Regions from separate parts of the Sus scrofa genome. Here region 2 is linked to region 1. A link is a contact called in public HiChIP or PLAC-seq data. All regions are on one chromosome and are shown on one strand. The core of a region is the stretch at or near the end of the contact, and the rest is flanking DNA. Distances in the headings are between cores, read along the strand shown. Region 1 overlaps APCDD1L (protein APCDD1-like). Region 2 overlaps GNAS (GNAS complex locus).

Region 1 (7,388 bases), core at 1,304-3,803:
TGACATTTTCTAGTAGCCACATTAAAAAAAAAAAAGGAAAAGTGTAGCAAGTGAAATTAATTTTAATGATACTTTATCCAGCCACAGGATTATATCTCAACATGTAATAAATATGAAAACTGTTAATGAGATGTTTTATATGCCTTTAAAAATACGAGTCTTTGAAATCAGGTGGGTGTTCACACTCAGAGGACAGCTACGTTTAGATGGGTTACATTTCTAGGACCTGGGGCCGCGTGTGGCTGGTGGTGGCCCTGTTGGGCAGCACGGCCCCGCTCGAGAGCAGGATGTGCGTGTCGCGTTTCACCGCATCACAAGTTCTCAAGCTGGTTTCTCAAGACCTCGGGTGTTTTTTTTTTTTAGCAGAAAAAGGGAGGTCCAGGGAGGAGGTTTGGCCTCCTGCCCTCAGTGGAGCCCCCAGAGCCCTCACCGTTCGTTCTGGCTTATGTCCTAGGATGCTAATTAGAGTTCGCTTTGAAAAAAGTGTTCTCCTGCTGAAAAGCAGGTCTGAACCCTCTGGTTTATTTCCAAATCCTCGGCTTGAGGTAATTCACCTCGAATGTTTGTACTGGGACGTTTATGCACATTTTAAATAAAATCCCCCCCCCCAAATAATCTCTCCTGAGGAGAGGCGGCCGCCTTTTACAAATTGCCATGTGCTGGCACACACGGGTCTCAGCGGATGTTTCGCCAACAAGCTTCAGACACCGGCTGTTGCAATGGCAGCCGTCAGCGCGTTGCTACAGCAAAAGATGTGGTTTGTGATGAAGTCATTGCACAAAAGGCACGCAGCGTTTCCATTTTCGCTCCCCCGAGAAGGTTGCAGATTGGCATGCTGTGACAGTCCCGGTACCTCACAGAAATATGAAGACAGACTTTGAATTCTAAGGAGCCTACACGTCCCCTCAGATTCCTCATATGGGCCTTATTTGGCCATGAGTGAATCTCATTATCCATGTAATCCCAGGGCCTTTGCAGTCAAGGCCGGGGCGGGGTGGCTGGGAGGTCAAGTGGACTTTACGTTCTTGGGAAACTCAGAAATGGAGTGCTGGAGGAAAATCACACCCCCTCCCCGCCCCTCCAGCATCCCAGGGCTCTGCCCCGCGCCCTCCTTTGCGCGGTGAGACTTTAAAGATGCCCTGAGGACGTCTGGAGGGATGGCGTGTCTGGAAAAAGTGGATCCCGAGCTGGTGACATCCAGGAGGGCATCGGACCCAGACGTCCGTGGGTTGAAACGCCCGCGAAGGGACCTGCTTTGACCGGCCCCCGTTTCCCCAGTTCTCCATGAAAAGTCCCAGTGGGCTGAGCCAAGGGATCCGCCGATGCCATGGGCCTTGCTGACCGCACTAGGGAAGGTGGCTGTTCCACGACTGCGTTTCCAACACTGAAAGCATCTGTCAAGGGGAGCGGCGGACTCTGCCTGGGGCCTGTGTGGAGCGTTTGCTGCTCAGGGAAGAGCAAACCACTGGCTCCAGCGATGGGAAGGAACCCAGCGACAACAGTCTGGCCACCCAGGCCTGACTCCTCAGCCGGTTTCTCCTTTCTGTTTGCTTAGGAATGACCCAGCCCAGCAAAACCCCCTCAGCCCCATGAATAATTGATGCTAATCACTCCTCGATCTGGCTGGGGCTTCCACCCAGATGAACACTGGAAATTCCAGCCAAAGCCCAGCTGTTCCCACAGAGCCAAGGCATCAGGGTGATGGATGAGCGGGTCTCCCTGTTCACCCAGATGTTTTGGTGTCTTGGAGATGAGGCCTCCTCAGCTCCACTTGCGCGCCTATGTCCCCAGCCTGCGCGATGGCCCCTTGGATGGTCGTAGTTTATGCCAAATTTGGTCCACGCTCGCCACCCGTGACACCAGCGTTGGGTCCTGTGCTTTGAGGGGTGGGCCAAGGCGGCGGGGGGGGGGGGGACGTGGAGAGGGAGCGTGTGGGGTCTCTCCCTGCTTCCGAATGGCTCCGGGGGAACATTCTGGGGCGCCTGCCCTGCGGGGTGCAGTGCCAAGTCCGTGTTTGCTCAACAGAACGCGTTTCTAGAAGACTCCCGTTGGATTGAGTCCTTGTTCGCTCTCTTGGCAGAAGACCGAAGCTTCCATTGTTCTGTAGAACAGGAATTTGGCAAGATGATGGCAAGGTTTTGACACACTCAATAAGACGACGCGGGCGTGAGCTCGGTGAAGCCGCCGGCAGAGCGCGCAGGCCGAGGGGTCTTGGGGACGCCCTTGAGCCGCTTCCCTCCGCAGGGGGCCCTTGGGAGCTGGGTCTCCCGCAGGTCTTCCCCGAAGGGCCACGCATCTCCTCGTCGCACGGAAACACCTGGGTTTCGAGGCGATGACAGCGGATCCCGTCGGTGGCGGTTGAGCGCCTTCAGGTCTGAGACGCGCGGGGAGGCGCGGGGGTCGCGGGTCGGGGGCACGCACGCCTCTTACGGGGCTGTTCTTGGGAGCCTCCACAAGGGGGCCCTCTTGAGCTTTGGTTGGGGCGGTTGGGCGGCCCCGGGTGAAACCCGGCACCACCTCCTCCGGCCTCAGCGTCCAGCCCAGCGCCGCCAGGCTCGCTCCATCCGTCCGCTCTGGCCAAGGTGAAGAGGGAGCCCATCCAAGGCCAGCGCCGGGGCCCATGCCTTCTTCCGCGTGGGCGATCTTGGTTTCTGCTCGCTCGGAGCGCGCATGGCGAGACCCAAGGGCCAGGGTCATGGGGTCACCAGGCCTCGCCTCCTTTAGCAGAACTTTGCAACACAGAACAAACCCACCAGTTGGAACCTCAAGAGAATGGATCTGGGAGGCCTCATAAACAATGAAACAAACCATCTTGGGTCCTGGGCCTCTCCCCAAAGACATACATAGGGGAGCCCTGGGGTCAGCCGCCACAGGAAGCATGGAAATTTTAAATGCAAGAAAATTATTGCAATTTAACAAGTCAATTTTTCTTACATTGTGTTGAGATTAAGTTCATGGTCGCGTCCATACATTCAAAATAAGGAATTTCCCTCGAGTGCAATTTTGTGAGAAAACCTACATCATGTTTCGAAAAAGCTATTTTGTTATGAGCTACCAGATTTTATTTGAAAAGAAATGGTAATATTTAATTACGGCATTATTTTACTGTCTGGAAAATTAATGTGCTTTCGGAGTTTCAGGAGAAAGGCCGGCCGTAAGTCCGAACCCTATTTGTAAATTACCATACAAATAGAATCCCAAAGACGCAAATATTGGCTTAAGTGTTGCAGACAAGGTGCAGGAAAATGCACTGGCTTCGTAAATGTTAAATAAACAGGCCTGTAATTCTTGCCTTCCCTGGCGACCCTGGAGGGCGGCGTTCTTCTTCCGGGGAGAGTGGACGCAGCCCGCCACGGGGACAGCGTTGACGCTCACTGGCTGACCGCAGCGGATTAATCATCGGGCGTCTTGTCACCGTCCCAATAATAAGTCGCGCATTTCAGTGAAGGTCTAACGTCTGCAGAGCCCGCGTTTACTGTTCGCTGGGCCTTCTGGAGAAGCTTTGGGGTAGGGATTGGGGTTGTCCCCCACTTATGCACCAGGGAATAGAGGCTCAGAAGAGGCGTGTCTAAGGGGGTCCGGGTGTCTGTCACCCAAGTCGGTTGGTGGAAAGGCCCAAACTCCAAACCAGCTCTGTTCCCTGTAAAATCCACTCTCCTTCCGATTGCACACACAGCCCCTGGCCTCTGCTCCACATCCGCTGAGCACCTGTGGTGGGCCAGGCCTCAGCATGGCAGAGGCGCTCAGGGTCTGATGTTCTGAGCCAGCGCAACAGAAGCTTGCAGGTGTTCTGCCGCATGCTGGTCTGATTTGCTGGAAGGAGGCCCGAGGAGGGGGTGGCGCTAGGAGGGGCCTGGCCGCCTTGGTGTTCCTCAAGCATCTTGGAGGGGGACAAGGAGCTGCTTGACAGGTGGCTGAGAGCTGTAATGGGCACTCGGCAGAGGCTGGGCAGGTAGCAGGGACGGGAAACGGCCGCCAGGGCTGAGGGAGCGTAATTAGCCCTGGAGAGCGGAGAGGCGGGAGCCCTGTTAGTGGGTGTGCCGAGTGTGCTTCAGGCCACGGGTGAGAGCTGGGGGCCTTTTGAAAGGCAGTGCTTTCCCAGGGGCCCCTGAGCCTAGCTGGGTGGCTCTGGCCTTGATCCTAGGGGTCCCAGGTGGACAGTTTGTGTTTGCCTGGTTAGTTACGTGTCTATTTTGACCCGTTCGATACCTGACACATCCAGCCTGGGATTCTGTTAGCATGAGGCTAAAGCATACAGGGATGGGTTATTTTTAAAAACAAGTGAAAATGAGTTAGTTGATGTGGAGAGAAGCGTTGACCCAGTTAGAGGAGAGTAGCAATCAGATGTGGCCAAATCGCTGTTGGTGGGACACGGTGACAGGCGGTCGGGGGCCACGGCGCCAAGGCCCTGCTGGCTTGTGCTAACGATGATCTTGTGGGGGTGGGGTGGGAGCTCACGGCGACCCGGGAGACCACCTGAGATCCGGGCGTGGAGGCCAGGCTGGGGCAGCGGGGCGCTGGAGTTGGCAAAGGCGCCCCGGCTGCTGGGATGTCGGGGAAAGGTGGGGCGGGGGGGCGGCATGGCTGGGCCGGTCTCTGCTGGGAGACTGGGGGGCTGGTGGTGCCGCCCCTGAGATGGGACCTGGGGAGAGTTACTCTCGGGGCGGGGCGGAGGGGGGTTGTCTGCAATTTGAGGACATCCAGCAAGAGCCAGTGGTGAGGAGCTGGCTGGGGCCCCATGTCCGTCCACACTGCACCCCAGGGGCAAGGACTGAGGGTGAAGTTAGCCAGAGGCAGAACTCTGAGGAAGCAGCCCTGGGAAGGGCCAGCCAGAGGCCAGGGGGACCTCAGGAAGCCGCAGAAGTGCTGGGGGCAGGTTGTACCCAAGCAGGGCTGCAGAAGCCGCCTGAGACGCCCACTGACGCTGGATACCCAGGTACAGAGCGAAGGATGTTTTAGCATCAGTGTCTGTTTCAGTATCAGTGTCTCAACTATTGCACGGAGCAGCGTAGGAGTTGGGGAAGGCAGACAAAACCGGAGGGCTAGAGAGAGTATGTTTTATAGCTTAATTATTATTTTTATGTAAGTTCTTTCATGCCGTACACAGAGGGAAAAAAATGAATCAGAAGACAGAGGAAAGCACAACGATGCTATCAGGCGCACCCACATCGCCTCACCCAAGAGTGCATGCCATTAACCTGCTGGCCCCCCTGCCCTCTGGATGCCGGAGGCTGGCTTGCCAGGAGGGGGCCCTTTGAACTGCCATCTCCACGACAATATCTGGCCTGTGGCAGGCGCACCATACATTTTTGGCGAATGAATGAGTAAATCTTTGCAGACTTTTTTTTTTCTTTTCACACATACATACGTGCATTGATTCAATTATTATTATTATTATTTTTTTTTTTTAGAAAAATGGGGTCACCTTATGCACATGACTTGAAATCTGTTTTAAGTTAACAATGGATTTTGGAAATCCTTGAGGAAGGTTGGCTTTTTAGGACTGGAGGGACCGGGCATGTTCAGGGTCTTTGAAGGAAGCACCAGAGGGAAAATGATGAAGTGGCAGAAACAGGAGCTGTAATCACGAGGGTAAGCAGGTGCCCTCATCAAAAAGAGTCCCATAAAAACACGCTGAACTCATCAAACAAAAGCAATATGTGGCTTGCAGTGGAATGTTCAAAATGTATAAAAAAGGTGTAAAATGAAAAGTGAAAGTTGCTTTCTACCCTCGAGCCTTAGTTGCTCCTCCAGAGTGAATCATTTTCACAGTTTCTTGGGCATCCTCCTAGAAAATGCTCTCATGCTGATCTCTGCATATAAATGTGTATGTTTTTTATTTGGCTATTAAAATTTTTTATGAATGCAGTCTTTCTATACATATCGTTCTGCATTTTGCCTTTTACGCTTAAATTATCAGGGATATCTTTCCCTCTCAGACTTATCTTTTTTGTGGAAGAGACAAAACCGTATTCTATGATGTAGCTGAATCTTGACTGAGTGAACCAGCCCTCTGTGGATGGTCAAGTAGACTGGTCAGTTCTTTTATATACAACAGGATGTCGGACATGCTTTTAATGTATCTCGGTGTAAATTCAGTGTGTGCCCTTTAGAGAAATTCTTAAGAAAGTAATTGTTCATGCATTTAACATGTTGATAGCGTTGACCAAAGGCCCTTCAGAAATGCTGTCTCAATTTACCCTCTACCAGCGGTATATGAGACTATTTCTGTCCCTACGCATCTGGCCACACTGGGTATCATCAAATTTTCTTTTTGCAAATTTAACATATGAACAATGGAAGCGAAATGACAAGCTGAAAGTCACACAAGCTGAAACACACATTTTTGTATGCTTATAAAATATGTATAAATAAAGGGGCATAAGTTAAGAAGCCGATACTCCATGAACTTGGATTCATACTCTTCTGCTTATTTTCACTGCCACCATTCTGGGTAAAGCCACCGTCGTTTCTTCCCTGAAAGACTGACCCTGGCCCCTCACTGTTTCTCCAGATTCCACTCTGCCCCCTGTAGTCCACTCTCCATGGAGCAGCAAGTGTGATCTTAAAAATAATGTACATCGGTGTCTTGATTCTTCAGGGTGACTCTGAGTATTCTCAGGGACACTCTTCCTCTGCACAACTAGATTTGAGGTAAAGTGTAATTTTCCAGAAACTAGGGAAGCCTCTGAGTTCCCTCGCCCCCAAAGGGAGCTGAACTGGAATCTGTGGAGACCCTCTTGAGGGCAGAAGTCAGTGATGGCCTCGCCTGTGGTCAGAGGCTGGGAAGACCAGGGTTTAAGGGACCCCCTGGTTGCTGGTGCCTCTTGACTCCTTGGAGAAGCAAATATGAATGTTCTCTTGAGGAAAGCATGATCATTTTAAGTTCCAAAGTTTTCCATGAGTTCCCCATCAAAAACCACCAAATACATAGAGAAACAACCAACTGTAGAGTAAGAGTAGCAGAAAGGAAAAGCTTATATCCCAAGAGCCTCAGATATTGGAATTACTATCACAGGATAAAGAAATGTATGAAATGTTTAATAAAATAAAATATGAAATTAAAAAATGAACCACAAACATAAGCCTATAAAAAGGAGCAGATTTGAAAAAGAATCAAATACAAATTAAAAAAAATAAAAATATATAATTGTGGATATAAAAACTTAGTGTTTAGATCACAGGGTAGATTAGATACTGTTGAAAAGGGAATTAATGGACTGGAAAATAGATGTAAAGAAATTATCCAAAATTCAAGAAAGAAAGAGGGGGGCTGAAAAGTAAGAAAAAGGGGCAAAGAGACATAGCATATATCTTGAGAAAAACCAAAAGGAGAGAATGGCCCAAAAGGAGAGCAAAGAAAGTTATAGGATAAGCAGTAGGTGAAG
Region 2 (7,210 bases), core at 3,307-5,806, 330 kb after region 1:
AGAACCGCCACCCTAACATTATCAACAGCCAATTCTGGGGGAGGTGCAGACCGTTCCTGCTGTTGCTTGAACACCTTAAAAGTTATCCTCAGAGAGACGGTTTACTAGCAACCCGCCAGAAATGGTGATTGCGGTGTTGGTGCTTCCTGGTAGAAATCATTCCCAAAATCTCTGAAAAGAAGGGACCTAGGAGCTCCCTGGTGGCTCAGTGGGTTAAGGAACCAGCGTCGTCACTGCTGTGGCGCAGGTTCCACCCCTGGCCTGGGAACTTCCACACGCCGTGGGTGTGGCCAGACAAAGAAAAGGAAGTGACTAGAAGGTCACCAGATGACCCTAAGTAGACGAGAAAAGGGAATTCGTCCAGGGAAGTAAATGATGAATTGGCCCAAGACTGAGATTAACCGAGTCGGGCCTGGAGCCAACCAGTGGGCTCAGTGAACCAGGGCTTGCCTAGATCTTAACCCTCAGACGATCACGTCCGCCACTCAGGGGTCCTTTGGGGGCCTTGGTCCACGGCAGGCAGGGTCTTGGCCTTGTCTGCCGTGCACTGTAGAGAAGGGGGGGCCAAGATGACAAGGACCAGCACTAATCATCGTTGTTATATTACCATTATTGTTGCTCATTAGTGCTGTCATTGGTGCTGGCACTCGTTATCCCATGGCTCTGGGGCGGCTGGGGCCCCACTGTGCCTGTGTCCCCCCGACACAAGTGGGACCTGTCATTGGTAGTGTGTGCCCACCACCCACAGGGTGTGGGGCCTGCCAGGGGCGTCCTCTCCGTCCCAGGCCCTCAGGGAACCAGCCCATAGCATAGAGGTCCCCCCCGCCTTGGAGCACTTGAAGTTTCAGGGCAGGAAGTGACGCAGTGGGGCGGGTAGGGGGGCCGTGGAAGGAATGCCACTGAATGACTATGCTGAGAAAGGCAAAACTGATCCTTTAACTTTGTGGTACAGCAGAAATGTTCACAGCCCTGCGAATGAGCTGTACTTCAATGCAACTTCGAAAGATCTTTTAGAAATAAAACATCCTTGTGTCAATACATAACCCAGGGCCATTTCCCGGTCAAGAGAGTTGCACTTGGTTTTCAATACGATGGCCAAGCCCTCCACGCCCCCACCCCCTATGCTGGGACAGATTCTATAACCAGTATCTTGGAATAATGACAATAGGAATACACGATTTTATTTTTAAATAGTGGCCGAGTCCCCCAGTTTGTACCTATCCAGCCTCTCCCCCAGGTAACCCTTCTGGGAGCAGACAGTTGCTTCCTTCTTATATTTTGAGCCGCAGATATTTGCATTTTTGCCCTCTTCTGATCTTCTAGTAGAGCTTTCAGATGTTACTGATGCATCAGAGAATTCATTTTTTTGGACGAAAGGTTTTTTTTTCCCCTTAGAGACCTTGGAATTTGTGGTCTTTTCACTTAACTGCAAAGTCTAGAAGGAAAAAAACAAAACAAAACCCTACTCTCCACGCCAGACAGCTGTATGAATTTAGACTTTTGCTTTTACTGTCAAGATTACTTCAGGGTGGAGCCTGATCGGTAATTTGATAAATTATATATTGGACATGTTCAGTTGAAAATGCCATTTTTTAAAATAGGTTCCAAGTTTAGTTAAGCAAAGTGCCTCCAAAGATCTTATTGCAGAGTCCTCAAAACGACACACGGCATGTTTTTTGAGTGTTGATTTTGACTTTTTGCCTGAGACCAAGTGCAACATCTTTTCAAGGAAATGCTTAGAAGGCTCCGGCCAGAACCCAAAAACAAATGGCCAGATGTCAGGGGAAAAAATTTTTAAAGTTGGGTTGCCAGCAAACGAATAGCTATTCCTATTTAAACACGTAAGTGATTTCATTTCTTCCTTTTTTCACCACTCGAAGGGAAGCATATTAGACCCTTCTGTTTTGCCAACAACTAGCCAGGGCTGGTTTTAAGATGGACACTTGAAGGAGGTTCCCCTTTCCAAATAAGAGTCTCCAGACGTTTTTCTGGCGGGACCCGGTCACCCCACAGCACCCACAGGAAATCCTTATCCTTGGGCGGTTTGGGTTCTAGTGGGAGCCTCTGGTGACCACTGCCTGTAATTTTTCCAAGTGGCTCTGATTGGGGAGGGGGTGGGCAGAGGAGCCCTAGCTTCTCTGGGGGGGCACCAGGATGGTGGACAGAGATCACTGGGTAATATTAGAGGGTTCTCATGCCTGGGACCTTGGTTGATTCCCATGCTCTAGTCAAGGAGTCCGTGCATTTGCCAAGTGACACCCAGAAAAGGCCAAATTTTGATTCTGGAAATTCCTGACAAGGGTCCATGTTGTGATAACTCTGCCAGGGTCAGGGGAAGGGCTTCAGTGTGGTGGGTGGTCCCAGAGACAGCCGGGGAGCGGGGGTCCCCTCGGTGCTCAGCTTTAGGCACCAAGAGGTCCAATCCCAAACCCCACATCCTTGCAGACGTCTTGTCCTGAGGCTCAAGTCCACAGTGGCAGAGGTCTCTCCTCTCTTCTTCTGGCCCTAAACCCTTGACTCCCCGGAGACAGTGTCTGACGCCCCAACACCGGGGGACACCCTTCCTTCTGCCAGGAACAAGGCAGGAGTTTAGGAAGCTGGGATCCCGACAGAGGCCACCAGGGCTGCCTTCCACTGAGAGAGGGTGCCGTCCCCTTCCCCGCAGAGGTCCGCCCAGCTCAGAAACGGGGAAGCCGAGACCAGCCTCTCAAGGAATTCCCTCATTTCTTTCTTGATTTCTCTTTTCTTTCTGCACCTCTCTTTCTCCTGAGATTTAAAAAAAAAATAAGATTCTTATGGGGAGGGGGTGGTCTGAGCAAGAAATCTTTTTTTTTTTTTTTTTAATAGGGAAAGACATGAAAACCCCAACTCTGTAGGCCCAGGAAGCAGACACTAAAATAAAGCAAGGCTGCTCCAGACTGGCTGGCAGATGGCGCTCGGCTTTTACTGTTGAGAGCCTGGCTTTTCAAAATTCCCTGTGAGCGGGCGGAAGGCACAGCTCCCCAAGCCCCCTCCGCTGATCCTCCTTCCCAGGGACCCAGCCCCGCCCCCAAGGCCCAGGGCCAGCTTTAAAGGTTTTCCAGTTGAACAATGGATATCGGAGGACAGATCCTGTCACTTGGAACTAGTGGCTCTGTGAGACCCTAGCCAGGGCAGAAAACACACTATCAGAGTGACCTCTGCCTCCCCAGCCCGCCTGCGTGCCCTGGGCCTTCCGGGAACCAGTTCTGGGGCCTTGGGCAAATCCTTTATCTTCTGGGTCCCTGCTTTCCCCATCTGAAAAGTGAGGGGTGTGTCCTTCTCACTGTAAAACTTCTTCGAGTCTCTCCTAAAAAGTTTGACTAGAACAGGTATGCCAAACACCCCCTCCCTGACGCCCGCCAGCCCCGCAGACACACACTCTGCCCTTTCAAGTTGCCTTCCAAAATGGCAGATTGCACAGGAAACTCCAGGCCTCGCTCTTGCCCCTGGATTCATAATTAATAATTTCTGGGTACCCATCACAGAAGAATCTTTGCAGGAAGCAGAGGAGTGTGGGACTTTTTTCTCACCCCAATCGAGAGCTAGAAAAGAACTCCAGATGTGGGCAGAGGTCCCTTTTTCCATCAGGGAAACCCAGGGAGCCTTCCTGGAGGAGGTGGCATTTGAGACAGTATGGGAGGATGCAGGGAAATGAGGGAATAGGATTTGGGGTGGATGTGCGATGCTGTCTCAGAACATACTGGCTGAGGGGGACTCCTTATCGCTTTTTCATCCATGAGCACGTCGTTGGGGTTTGAGGGTCTCGGAGATGGCAGGGCTAGTTCTCATTTTCCCCCCTCTACCGCCCCCCCCCCAACCTCTCAGGGCTGCAAAACCCCTGTGTGCTAAGGAGCATGCTTACTAGGAAGAGTCTTCCCAGCTAAGTTGGGACCCCTGTCCTCCATCCCAGGCCTGACCCTGGACTTGGGGGAAGGTCACTTCTGCCTTGTTGAGGCCAAGTCTCCAGGGGAGGGGAGGTTGCCTCTGATGGCGGCTGGGGCCAGGTTCCTCGGTTCCAAAGAGAACAGGCATCCTTGCCACTCCCCCGCCCCGCAGCAGCTGTAAAATCATGAGCTCATCTGTTCGAGAAGGGCCTCGAGAACTCCTGCCAGGGCCTCCCGAGTCCCTTCCGTCATGGGAACGTATCCGTTCCCAGTGAAACCTGCCCGCCGTGCCCATCCTTAGACGCGTCCCCTGCTCTCTTTCTTTCATAGTTGAAAAATCAAAGGACCTGATAAAATACATCAACGTCGGGCAAAAGTTTTCCCCCTTCTGCCATGAAAATCCTCTTCTTTAAGTTAACAAACTTTATTCCCACATTCTTCGCCTACACGCCGCATCTTCTGGGGCGTCTAGAAAGCTTTCCTTACCTTCGTGCTCGTCACCCCCCCCCACGTGCAGCCCACCCCTTGGCCAGGATGCAGGGGCGCCAGGACTCTGGGTGGGGGGCGCGGGGAAGGCAGGGCAGGTGGGCTCCCCCGTGTCCGGCCCCTTTTCTGGGCCGTAGAGCGCCTCCCCCACCAGAGGTCAGCAGAGAGCGTGGAATGCCTGGGAAGCTCGCAGGAAGTGGGATCACTTGGAATTTTCTAGATGAAATGTTAGGAAGCGCAAGGGAAAAAAGCCGCAGGTTTTTGCGGGGAGGGGGGCGGATCTCGGGGTTGGGGTCTCAAACTGTGCTGGGTGCCAGGGAGCTTGGCTTTCACACCCAGCCTGCCATTCTGGGCTTGGGGGCCTGTGCATTTGGTGGGTGTCTTTGCCCGGTTCTCCCCCCTCCACGACACACACGCCTTTTTCCTTCTGGGGGCCATGCCCGCTCAGCTCAGTCTCCCCGCCCCAAGGCCCCCCGGTGCCAGGCCAGCCCCTTCCCCTTCCCTCGGCGCTGGGAACCCGCACCCCATACTCTCCCCGGCCCCTTTCCCTTTTTCTTCCAGAAGTTGTACTTATTGTTAAAATGACATTCTAATATTCCAGGAAATCCCCCACCCCGCCCTTATCCTGTCCGGGTTTTCTATCTCCTTATCTCCCCCTGTCCTCTGCCCAGATGTATGGATGTCTCTAAAGAGGATGCGACCCGCGGGCACCACTCCATCTCGAGCCCCCCCTGCCGCACTGACTTCCTTAGCGCTTTTCCCACGTTGCGCATTGTGTCCTTTCGGGGCCGGTGTCCTTGCTCAGCCCTTCTGCCCGGGTTGCGCAGGGGGCAAAGGGACCCGCTGCCTTTGTCTTTCCTCCCCTGCACGTTTGCGAACCCCCCTGAGGTTAAAAAGCAGCTCTCGCCAGCCTGTTCTTTCCTGGAGAGAGAGAGGTGCCAAAGGAAGGGGAGAGAGAGGGGAACACAGGAGTGAAATAAAAAGTTTGACAGAGAGAGAAGGGAGAGCGAAAAAAGCGCCGTTAGTAAACTGGGCTCTGAACCCAGGAACCCAAGACGGCTGCCTGTCCTCTAGGAACTTAGCTTCTGGAAGGGAAGCGATCTGATCAGGTTGCAAGTCATTGAAGCTGCACCAGGCAGAGCTGGAGAGAGGCCAGGGCCAGCGGCCAGCGCAGCTGAGGGGCCAGGCTGGCTGGGACCTGGCCGAGGAGGGCTGGGGAGGCAGGCCCAGGAGTCCAGGGCGGGAGGGGGCATCCACCCCACTGCCCGTGCTGTCCCCTGTGGGTCCCAGGAGTGCAGGGTAGGACGAGCAAAGGGGGAGGCTGCAAGTTGGGGGCCAGCACCAAGGCCCCTGCCCCCCCTCCCCACGGTCCCCTGAGCTCTGACCGCTGCCTGCTTGCCCAGTGGGCCCTTTCTTGCTCCCCCAAATGTTCCTCTCCACATTCTAAAATGATGGTTCCATTTTTTATTTTATATTTTATTTTTTGACGGAGTCCTCCGCCCCCTTCTAGCACAAACTCGACGTTCTGAGTGTCTCTGCAAGCCTTACCCCGCCGAGTGGTTGGGTTGTAAGAAATCTGGCCCCCTGGGGACCTTTTTGGCTTCAAGAAAAAGAGCCCATCTTTGTGAGTTCTTTGGTTTGGTGGCTCCTCACAACCAGACAAGCTAAATCTGAAGGGTGAAAGCAAACTCCCTGTGCGGTAGGCACACATCTTAGATGCGGAGGAAATCCTTAGCCGTTTACAGGTTGCTTGTCCTCGAGAACTTGGCTCCGGCTAGACCCAGTATCAGCATTGTGTGCTTTTTTTTTTTTTCTTTCTTTTTTTTTTTTTTCCTTCCTTCCTCCCTTCCTCTTCTTCCTTCCCCACACTTTTGAAAAACAAGTTTTATTCTCCTGGGTATGTTCATTAGAGAGAGACAATTCTAGTCAGTGAGGAGGGGGGCTGGGGATTCTGCAGGAGACAAGATTGATTGCTGAGGGCTTGGGAGGGGGGGCGCCCAGTGCACGTTATACCCAAATCACTCAGGCTGTTTAAAAAAAAAAAAAAAAGTGCAACAGGAGAGCAGATTTCGGCTTCCTGGCGTTCGTGGGGAAAATATTCCGTCAGCTGCCTCTGTGTCCTGTGCTTTATTCATTAGCTCAAGTGAAAAAACAAAGTCTTGTCCTAATTTGTGGGACTGGGACCCCATTCTCGCAAGTTGGGCCTTTAAGGGGGGAAAACAAACAGCACAGCTCACGGAGGCAGGAGACGTTTGCTGCGTTGACCGTGATGCAGTTTGTTCTCAAGGGTTAACTTCCCTCTACCAGGAAAAGTTGACACTTTTCCCAAGCCCCCCCCCCCCAGTTAGAAATGTGTCACTAATTGATTGGAGCTAAATTTGCATTGCGTTAGACCCAGCAAAATGGCCGATTAGGGGCCCATGAGGGAAAAACAATTGCTGTCCTAAGAGCCAGGGAAGGGGACTCACCCCCAATGTGCTTATTAACTGGGCCTTCTGTGACCTTTTGGAATTGCTGGGGGACAGGGGGTCCTGGCTGGCCTTCAGAAAGAAAGAAAGGATGAGTTTGGGGGAAGCGTTTAATGGGAATTGGGCAGAAAATGACATGCTTAAATGAGAGAAATCATGGTTCCACATGAAAACAGTTGTCACAAATTAATTTTTCCAATTTTTGACTCTTGGCAGAGCTGAGGTTTACCTCATGCGTAGATGGTGTCCAGCTTGGCAAAGAGCATGGGATGCTGCCCAGTTCTTGGTGCATCTGTACCCATTTTCCCTCACTGATAGGTGGTTTCCTAATTGAGGGGTTCAGGTGGATGT

The links. HiChIP or PLAC-seq counts read pairs in DNA pulled down with a chosen protein or histone mark.
Region 2: an H3K27ac HiChIP or PLAC-seq map of skeletal muscle shows a contact between it and region 1, with 4 times the contacts expected there. The contact joins two enhancer-like sites. A contact is called at or near these places in 1 of 47 Hi-C or Micro-C datasets (fibroblasts) and 2 of 2 datasets of contacts at active chromatin or transcription factors (alveolar macrophages and skeletal muscle).

What each region holds. Positions count from the first base shown.
Region 1 is chr17:58,676,243-58,683,630 of Sscrofa11.1, forward strand. The region is part of intron 1 of APCDD1L (protein APCDD1-like); the gene reads right to left. Among named protein-coding and RNA genes, the nearest start is that of APCDD1L, 31 kb to the right of the region's middle. Within about 2 kb of position 2,554, at least 20 of the 83 cell types and tissues checked have an H3K27ac peak or open chromatin away from gene starts, as enhancers often do. A contact at or near this core is called in skeletal muscle, where this site is marked.
Region 2 is chr17:59,008,630-59,015,839 of Sscrofa11.1, forward strand. The region is part of intron 1 of GNAS (GNAS complex locus); the gene reads left to right. Among named protein-coding and RNA genes, the nearest start is that of GNAS, 27 kb to the left of the region's middle. Within about 2 kb of position 4,557, at least 19 of the 83 cell types and tissues checked have an H3K27ac peak or open chromatin away from gene starts, as enhancers often do. A contact at or near this core is called in skeletal muscle, where this site is marked.